3 separate regions of the Rattus norvegicus genome follow, and all the other regions are linked to region 3. A link is a contact called in public Hi-C data. All regions are on one chromosome and are shown on one strand. Each heading gives the region's core, a stretch centred on a gene start, on an enhancer-like site or on the middle of the called end of the contact. The rest is flanking DNA. Distances are from core to core; before and after follow the strand shown. Region 1 has its middle 42 kb from the start of Sdc1. Region 2 overlaps Sdc1 (syndecan 1). Region 3 has its middle 43 kb from the start of Laptm4a.

Evidence for each region. A called contact is a pair of places that touch in the nucleus more often than the background predicts.
Region 1: a Hi-C map of liver shows a contact between it and region 3, with 5 times the contacts expected there. The contact joins two enhancer-like sites. A contact is called at or near these places in 3 of 12 Hi-C or Micro-C datasets (kidney, liver and mammary epithelial cells).
Region 2: a Hi-C map of liver shows a contact between it and region 3, with 8 times the contacts expected there. The contact joins two enhancer-like sites. A contact is called at or near these places in 2 of 12 Hi-C or Micro-C datasets (kidney and liver).

What each region holds. Positions count from the first base shown.
Region 1 is chr6:37,323,142-37,325,841 of GRCr8, reverse strand. No RefSeq gene overlaps it. Among named protein-coding and RNA genes, the nearest start is that of Sdc1, 42 kb to the right of the region's middle. Within about 2 kb of position 1,366, at least 8 of the 93 cell types and tissues checked have an H3K27ac peak or open chromatin away from gene starts, as enhancers often do. A contact at or near this core is called in liver, where this site is marked.
Region 2 is chr6:37,303,037-37,305,736 of GRCr8, reverse strand. It overlaps Sdc1 (syndecan 1), which reads right to left. Exons shown (of 5, transcript NM_013026.2): 5 at 1,234-2,700. Among named protein-coding and RNA genes, the nearest start is that of Sdc1, 22 kb to the right of the region's middle. Within about 2 kb of position 1,421, at least 5 of the 93 cell types and tissues checked have an H3K27ac peak or open chromatin away from gene starts, as enhancers often do. A contact at or near this core is called in kidney and liver, where this site is marked.
Region 3 is chr6:37,393,773-37,396,472 of GRCr8, reverse strand. No RefSeq gene overlaps it. Among named protein-coding and RNA genes, the nearest start is that of Laptm4a, 43 kb to the left of the region's middle. Within about 2 kb of position 1,317, at least 2 of the 93 cell types and tissues checked have an H3K27ac peak or open chromatin away from gene starts, as enhancers often do. A contact at or near this core is called in kidney and liver, where this site is marked.

The DNA of each region.
Region 1 (2,700 bases), core at 117-2,616, 71 kb after region 3:
CTCTCGGAGAGAGGGGACACAAAATCCCCACTGGCCCCAAGGACATGGGGGATTGGCCATGTGGATCCCAAGACTGTTCTTTAAGGCACACCTCTGAATTAGACCAAGGAACTTCTGGATGGCTATAATATTTCTTGAAAAACAAGTGCCCTACTGCTTTGGTTTGCAAAGGGGTATCCTTAGTACTATCCAACCATATCTCAACTAATAACAGCATCCTGGGGGGGGGGGTGGGAGGGCTTGAGGTGAGGGGAAAGATTCCAGGTCTCCCATAATCTCTAGATAAGCACCCGCCTCCCACTTAACTATGACGAATGAAGAAATGTTGCAATAATTGTGGGTCTCAGCTGAAGCAGCACTGGGCATCTTCCAGGCCTGTGCTAGGTCCTTCCTGTCTCTTCATGGGCAGGGGGCTGGGGTTCTCTAGACCCAGGGAGTAAACGAGTCCTTGTTGGCCCCCTCGTCTTTCTCACGGACTCAGCCCAGAACCCCTCACTCCACCCCCACACGAGCTGAGAGAATGCCAGTGAGTGTGGGCAGAATTTAATTGCTGGACAAGTCCAGATTTGCGTCTTTGATCTGTAAACCTGGCAGTGCTGGGTGATAGTGAGAGTGTGGGACTCGAGCACAGAGGCACGTAGGGCTAAAATTCACCTTTGTCGCTTATATGGAGTGACCTTGGGCTGGCGCTTCATGTTCAGACCTCCCCCACCCTGGAATCTGAGTGTTCTCATCCAGAGACCTGGGGAGAGCTGTATCCAGTTCACCAGAGGGCACTGAAGGATGCTTAGACAGTGCATACAAACAGGCCAGCCCACCTGCGGTGGTCACTCACCTCCCTTTGGAAAAATAGTTAAGTCCAGCGATGAGTGTTTTAGACCTTGTTCAAGACATTGGGCTTTCTAGTTATTGGCACAGTAGGCACTTTATGATTGCCCTAACCCTCACTACAGTCCTGAGAGGACCGCATCATCACCATCAATAGCACCCTTCCATAGCCCAGGAAGCCAAGGCACAGAGAGACTATGAAGACTGACTACGGTCACCCAGTATACGGGGGAACTGGTGTTTAAGACCTTTGGGCATTGCTGTCTGTCCGAGCAATGCCACTAAATTGCACAAGAGGAAATACTAGAGGCATGTTCTTGCATTCGGTCAGAATGCCTTACCTAAGGTCTACTAAGGAAATAAGAGACGCGGTCTCAGCCCCACTGCAGTGTGTCCTCTTCGGGGTGCAGGGGAGCAGCCTCCACTCAGGCCTGCTGGGTAAGAAAGCTCTACTGAGACCTGGCAGAGGCAACTCTGCCCTGTCATGTCTTTCTCTGCAGCCTGCATGCCAGCCAGGGTGTCTGAACAATGATTAACCAGCAGCGGGCAGGCTGGTGCAGGCTGGGGCGGAACAGCGGGTGAGCTCACCCTTATACAATGGCTGCCACACCCGCCTGTCCGGCTCCAGGGACTCAATAGAGCAGGGCCAGGAGGCTCCCAGAAGCTAGGCAATCAGTCCCAAGAGGGATAAAAGACAGTCAGGCTAGGTGTGACAACTCCGGTCTTTGCTATGCTAGCACCCCTCTGTAGCCTTTAGACATTCCTACCAGGCCTCTCGTGCTGTGGTTTCAGTCTAGCTGGAGATGTCCCATAGACAATGCCATCTGACCACTTTCCACACTGCCTCAGCCATAGAGCATCAGTCCCAAGACTGAATTGGGACAAGCAGGAGCTGCTGGGTCCCAGTCTTCCCAATTCAGGACCTTGGCAGGTGGAGAGCTGGACCCCTCTGCTCTCTGTCCCACCCCCAAGCCTTCTCCATGAGTCTCACCTCTGGTCTGATCACGGGGAAACACAAGTGTGTGCAAGTCCCAGACATGTGCACCCCACACCCAGCCCCTGAGGCCCCCTCCCTGGGAGCACTTCAACTCCTGGGGCCTGCACAGAGGTGGTGAACTCACAGCTCATATGTGCCAAGCCTGCCTACAGCCTCCTGCCGTCTCCACACCTGCCCACTCCACCTCCCTGGAGGCTGGGCCTCTTGTTTGTTGAACGAAGCACTAAGGTCCTTTGTCCTAAATGAACTGCACCACTTCAGGACCAAGCTTCTCAGCTTGGAGGCTGGGAAGACTGCTGCTGGGAGTGGGGCTGTGAGTGATAACTTTCTGTGACGGTGGGAGAGATAGGGATGTTACAGGAGGTGGGGCTGTGGGCTTCTTCCTGCTCCATAACCCTTCCTCAATAAGCAATAAGAGGTACTTCCCGCCGGCCTGATACAGTGTCTGATGAGGGAAAGGATCATATAGGCTTTCTGGGCCTCCAAGGGTCTTCAATGGCTTCTCAACAATAAAAAAAAAAAGGCAAGACAATTCTAAAAAGTTGTTTTAAGACATGTTTTTGTCTCAGATTTACCAGCCTAACCTTGGGAGCGCCTAGTTCCGTGAGACACTTAGAATTCCGTTTCCTGTTTATTCTCCTGCAACCGAAACTTGAAGGACCCGGGCCTTCTTGCTACTTCTCCCCGAAGGATAGCCTCATTTTCCACCTCTGCCTCCTGCAGCCTCTCTCTTCCATTCAGTGCCTCACGGGGCTGTGCCCTGGGATGGAGGGAATTGAATATGCCTGCTATCGTGTGTACTAGAAGCCTATGTGAGCCATGGTGGCATAAGGTCTTAAATGGCAACCTAATCTAACTTTGAGTGCATTCATTTT
Region 2 (2,700 bases), core at 172-2,671, 91 kb after region 3:
AACCACACACACCAAAGCAGGCCCCGGGCCAGGAGTAGTTAGCCATGTTTTTGTGTGCTTTATTTATTTATTTACACATTATATAAACTTTTTAAATGAGTGAAAAATAATTTTGTTTATCTGGTTGGGAAGGTTACTTATTAATGCATGTAAAGGTCAGAGGCAACTTGCAGGAGTCTGCTCTCTCTCTCTCTCTCTCTCTCTCTCCCTCCCACCCCCACCACCGAAGTGGGTCTTGGGAACAAACTGGTTGTCAAGAATTGATGGCAAGCACCTTTTTACTTACTGAACCATCTTGCTGGGTGGTTTTGGTTTTTTTTTTTTGGGGGGGGGGGTGTTGGTTTACTTTGGTTTGCTTTTCAGAGACAAGAGTTTCTCTGTGTAGTCCCTTGCTGTCCTGGAACTCACTTTGTAGACCAGGCCAGCCTCAGAGAGAGTTCCACCTGTCTCTGCCTCCCTAGTGCTGGAACTAAAGGCATAGATCACTAACCCCTGACTGCTGGCCCCTCGTTTTTGCTTTTTGAGACAAGATCTCTAAGTTGCCCAAGCTGACCTTGAACTCACTCTTCCAATCACATAAACCTTAAACTGACAAGCTTCCTGCCTAAGCCTAGCAAATTGTTGGGATTACAGGCTCCTGTGTCACCAGGTCCAGGCAATCAGTGCTGGTTTTGGAGATTTAAGCATGGGAGAAGAGCGTCACCCGCTAAGCAGGCTGGAACCTGCAGCCCCCGATGTGTCAACAGGCATAATGGTCCTTCTTGCTCTGCACCACCAAGGACATGCCAGGTGTCGGGGCGGACCTGTACCCTGAGACTGAAGGGAGACATCGAGCTGCACCATAATCTGGGGGCTCCTTGTGGTGTTCTATGCCTTTCCAACTTGCCAGTCTTTTACTGACAATTTTCCCTCGATGTGCAGACAATACTTGTAAGCCTGACACACGAGACTGTTTGCTAGTGAAAGGTTGAGAATTGCCCAATAAGCAAACAGAACAAAAACAAATCCTGAAATTCAGAGTCAGCAGAATCCTCCTGACTTCTATGTGGATGCTATGCACATAGAGGGCTGAACAGGTGCAAAGTCGGAAGTCCTGCCCTGGGGCCTGGGCAAGCATAGAGAGACTGCTGCTATTTGGTACCAAGCCAGAACACAGGCCAGTTAGGCTCCCATTCCAAAAACCAGACAGAGTAGGACATGACCAGACCAAAAAGAAACTCAAGTACACCAAAGTGTCTGCTGTCCAAATGGACACGTACCATTTATTGCAATTATATGAATGGCCCCAGCCTGAGACTTGGACACTGTCTCACAAGCCCTCAGTTGAGTGCTGTCTCAGATCTGACCCCACCCCACCCCACATCACATCCAGCCGTACGATCTGGCAGCAAATTCTGGGATGAAACACAGGGCACAGATCTTTTGTCTAGCCGCGCCACTGAGCAGCCTAGCCAGCAGCTGGAACATCGCTGAGCTAAGTAAGCAAGGAGTCCTCAGAAGTGTCCCAGCAACCATGAGGGATGAAGGCTGTCCCAGGTATCTGCTCTGCAAAGCAAGCTTAGCTGTAGTGACCCCAGGTCAAGATGTGCTAGAGTCCCGATTACTTAAACCATCTAGAAGAACAGACGTCAGGTCCTGCAGAACCTTGGCTGAACCTACCAACTTCCAAAAGAAGTTTAGCCAAAAGAAAAACAAAACAAAACAACAAACCAGCGGAACCCTGGATCCAGGATCCTACCCCTCAGAGGACTGGAGGCACGTAGCCTTGAGCCAAGCTTCTCTGAGCTACCCGGGTTTGGGCAGAGGCTGGCTACGTCTGTACCACCAGCCCAGAGAATAAGAAGCAGAAACAGTAGAGTTCATAGGACTCCTTTATATTAAAGTTTATTACATCTGCAAAATCTACTGTACAGAACCCATTGGATTAAGTAGCGTTTTGCCAAAAGCAAAAGACTCTCACTCTTTGGGAAACATTTCTGACTCCAGCCTGGGAACAGGGCCACAGGAGCTGAAGGTGAACTTGGTTCTTGATGGAGGAGCCAGTGCCAGCCATACTCAAGATGTGTCTTGTCAACTTCCAGGAGAAAGGGTGACCAGAGTTAGTACCAAAGGTGGGAGAGTCTTGGACACCCTTGTCACCCCTCCTCCCAAACTATACAGTCTCCTCCCCTCCATCCCTAGACTAATCTAGGAGGAAGTTCTCACACAGGCTCTTCCAATGTCACAAAGGCCATGGCCCTGAGTCTATGCACACAGGCATGACTGGTCAAGAGGTGGCTACTCCATGGCATCCTGGGCTAGCCAGCCTACTTATGGGCCACCAAAAATGGGGCACCAAACAGATAGTCCATACCCTGTTGCACGCATGAGCGACAAACTCAGAGACAACACACAAACTAAGCCTACGTTTTGGTGTCCGGATTTGGTTCTTCTAGGTTAAAAACAAAAACGAAAATGAAAAGTCTTATTTAACCCCGATGCGGTCTCCCGAATGTAGATTAGGGAAGCGAGGTGGGGACACCAGTCAACTGACTTGCCTTACCCCAGAAGTAAGGTCTGCTGGGGCTCTAAAACAGAAAAATTAGAGGAAACATGTGCAAAACCAAGTTGTCTAAAGTAGACCTCCCCACAATGAGAAGTGAATTCCAAGGAGCCCTGGACTCCTTCCCTACCACAGCACAGCCAACCCTAATGGTCTCT
Region 3 (2,700 bases), core at 68-2,567:
GACTAGAGAGACAAACCAAGGTGGTGTTCAACTCCTTGAAGCCAATGACCTGAGAGTACCCTACAGGTGACAGTCGCCCACCTTAGTGGTAGACGGGACTGCTGATCTCTGCAGCCCTATACTGAGGACCTGAAAATCTCAGTAGCTGCCCCACATGGGGACAAGGGCCACACCTCGACAGGGCAGAGCTTTGAAATCTACAAAATTTGTCTCTCTCTACAAAATTATCTAAAGGAAACAAAATAATATACCCTTTGTCAACTGGAAGACTTAACTAAAGCATTTATTTCTGGTTCCCCAAATGCTCTCTGTGTGTGTTCTTATATAGGAGTTGCCCATGTTATTAGCATTTTAGGGATGAAGACAGATGACTCACTGGGGGGTCAGGAAAAGATCAGGGGTTAATGTCAAGTGTCTTGCCATCTAGTAACACCACATGTCTACCTCTGCCCAGGCTGACTTAGAGTACCAGACGAGGGCCTCTATCCTGATACTGCAAGGAATCATCTTCCTCAGAAGTCCACCCTGCTCCACTGCCCACTGCCCCTAGGCCAGCAAGCATGGCCCCCATCCTGTTTTCTCATCAGCCTGTTTCAGTGCTAGCAACCACCGGTTCCATTCTTGTTGGTTTATCCACTCGGTCTCCTCAGGGATGGGCTGGGCTGAGCACTCGTGCCATGAGCACCTATAACTCAAGAGTTAAACGTTTACCCAGAGTCAGTGTGGCACAGTGGATAAACTTCCTGGGTTCAAATTCCATCTCTGCTTTTGTTAGTTGTGTAATCTAGAGAAAGTGATTTAACATCACTGGGTTCCTGCTCTGTAAAATGGGGGTCACAAGTGATTAAATAAATAAAAATTTCTCTCTCTCTCTCTCTCTCTCTCTCTCTCCCTCTGATGCATACTCCACAGTGTATACATAGAAGACAAAGAAGGACAACTCACAGCCCTTTCATGTCTCCGTGTGGCTCCTGAGAATCAAACTCCGGTCCCCAGGCTTGGCAGCAAGTGTCTTTACCCTCTGAACTCTGTCAGCTCCCATTGTGATGTCTTAACTCACAGTGACGACCATCAAATAAACCAGTATGTACATGTGACCTTTGGTAGTGCCCAGAAATGAATGGATATTCAACAAATCGGTTATCATTGTTGACGTGTCATCTTTGTACGCTGTCTCAAACCCTTCCATCACCATAATCCTAGGTATAAAGAATCTCGGTGTCACACCGATTCAGCAAAGTGCTTGGTCTGCTTGCTTCCTAACTTGAGCTCTTGAAGCACAGAAAGTGACTGATCCAAGGACACAGCACCAGAAGGTGGCAGAGTTGGGACAGTGAGTGCCTGACTGAGGAGTCAGGAAACTTCCACTACATCATGACTGCCTATCTTGGAAATGTTAGAGTGCCTTAAAGCTTTTTGACAACTGGAATTCCTAATTTCAAATCTGCTAGAGGGTCAGGGTAGCAGTTAAATTGGCAGAGTCTTCAACAAGCCCTAGGTTTGATCCTCAGCACTGCATGAACCAGGCATGATGGCGCATGCCTGGTAATCCTGGCATTTGGGAGGCCAGAAGATCGGAAGTTCAAGATCACCCTTGGCTGTAGGGGGGAGGGAATTTGAGGCCAGCCTGGGAGGGAGGGAAGGAGAGAGAAAGGGAGAGAAAAGGAAAGAGAAAGAGAGGGAGGGAGAGAAAGAGGGAGAGAAAGGGGAAGAGAGAGAGAGAGAGAGAGAGAGAGAGAGAGAGGGAGAGGGAGAGGGAGAGGGAGAGGGAGAGGGAGAGGGAGAGAGATTGAGAGAGAAAGGTGGGGGCAATGCCCAGATGTTAGGAACTTTCAGAGCTTGGGATGAAATACTTGGGAGGCGTGAGCTTCCAGGTTTCAGTAGCAGAGACAAGGAGTGTGAACTATTGCTGTTCAGTGCTGTCAACTAATACGCATCACCTTCACCCCTCACACAGGACTACAGATTGCAGAGTGCAGCCACACAGTTCTCACACAGGGCCTTTTGAGCAGTCGCACCTAAGTGCCAGGGCAGGAGACATCCAGAAAGTGTCTTCATTCACATCCTGATGGCTGGTGCTGGTGGTCAGTGAAGACCTAGAGAGGAGCTGTCAGGCAGAACACCCACTTGTGGCCTCCTCAACTAGCCTGGGCTTCCTCATAACATGGCATCTGGTTCCACAAACAAAAAGAGAGGAGGTGAGAGGAGTTCAGGCGTTTGGAGGCAGGGGTCTTTCTTCTGATCTAGCTTCCAAAGTCGTAGAGCCATTGCTCCAGTGACTTCCGCTCACCAAAGCAGTCACAAGGTTTCCCAGCATACGAGAGAGGTGATACCGACCACCACCCAGTAGGAAACACGGAGAAGCACACATGAGATGGATCTGTATACACTGTGTCTCTAAACGCGCTGAAATTGGAAGTGCAACGTCCATTTAAATGCAACGTCAATTTGAAAATGCAGCCCGACATACAAACAGGCTCCTCTGGAAGAACTTTCCACCAGGAAGGAAAAGGTGACTGTACCAATGAGTTTTATGTCAACTTGGCACAGGCTAGAGTCATTAGAGAGGAGGGAGCCTCTGTAAACTGGGGCTATGGGCAAGCCTGTGGGGCATTATCTTAATTAGTGATCAGTGGGGGAGGGCCCAGCCCACTGTGGGTGCAGCCATTGCTCAGCTGGTGGTCCTGGGTTCTATAAGAA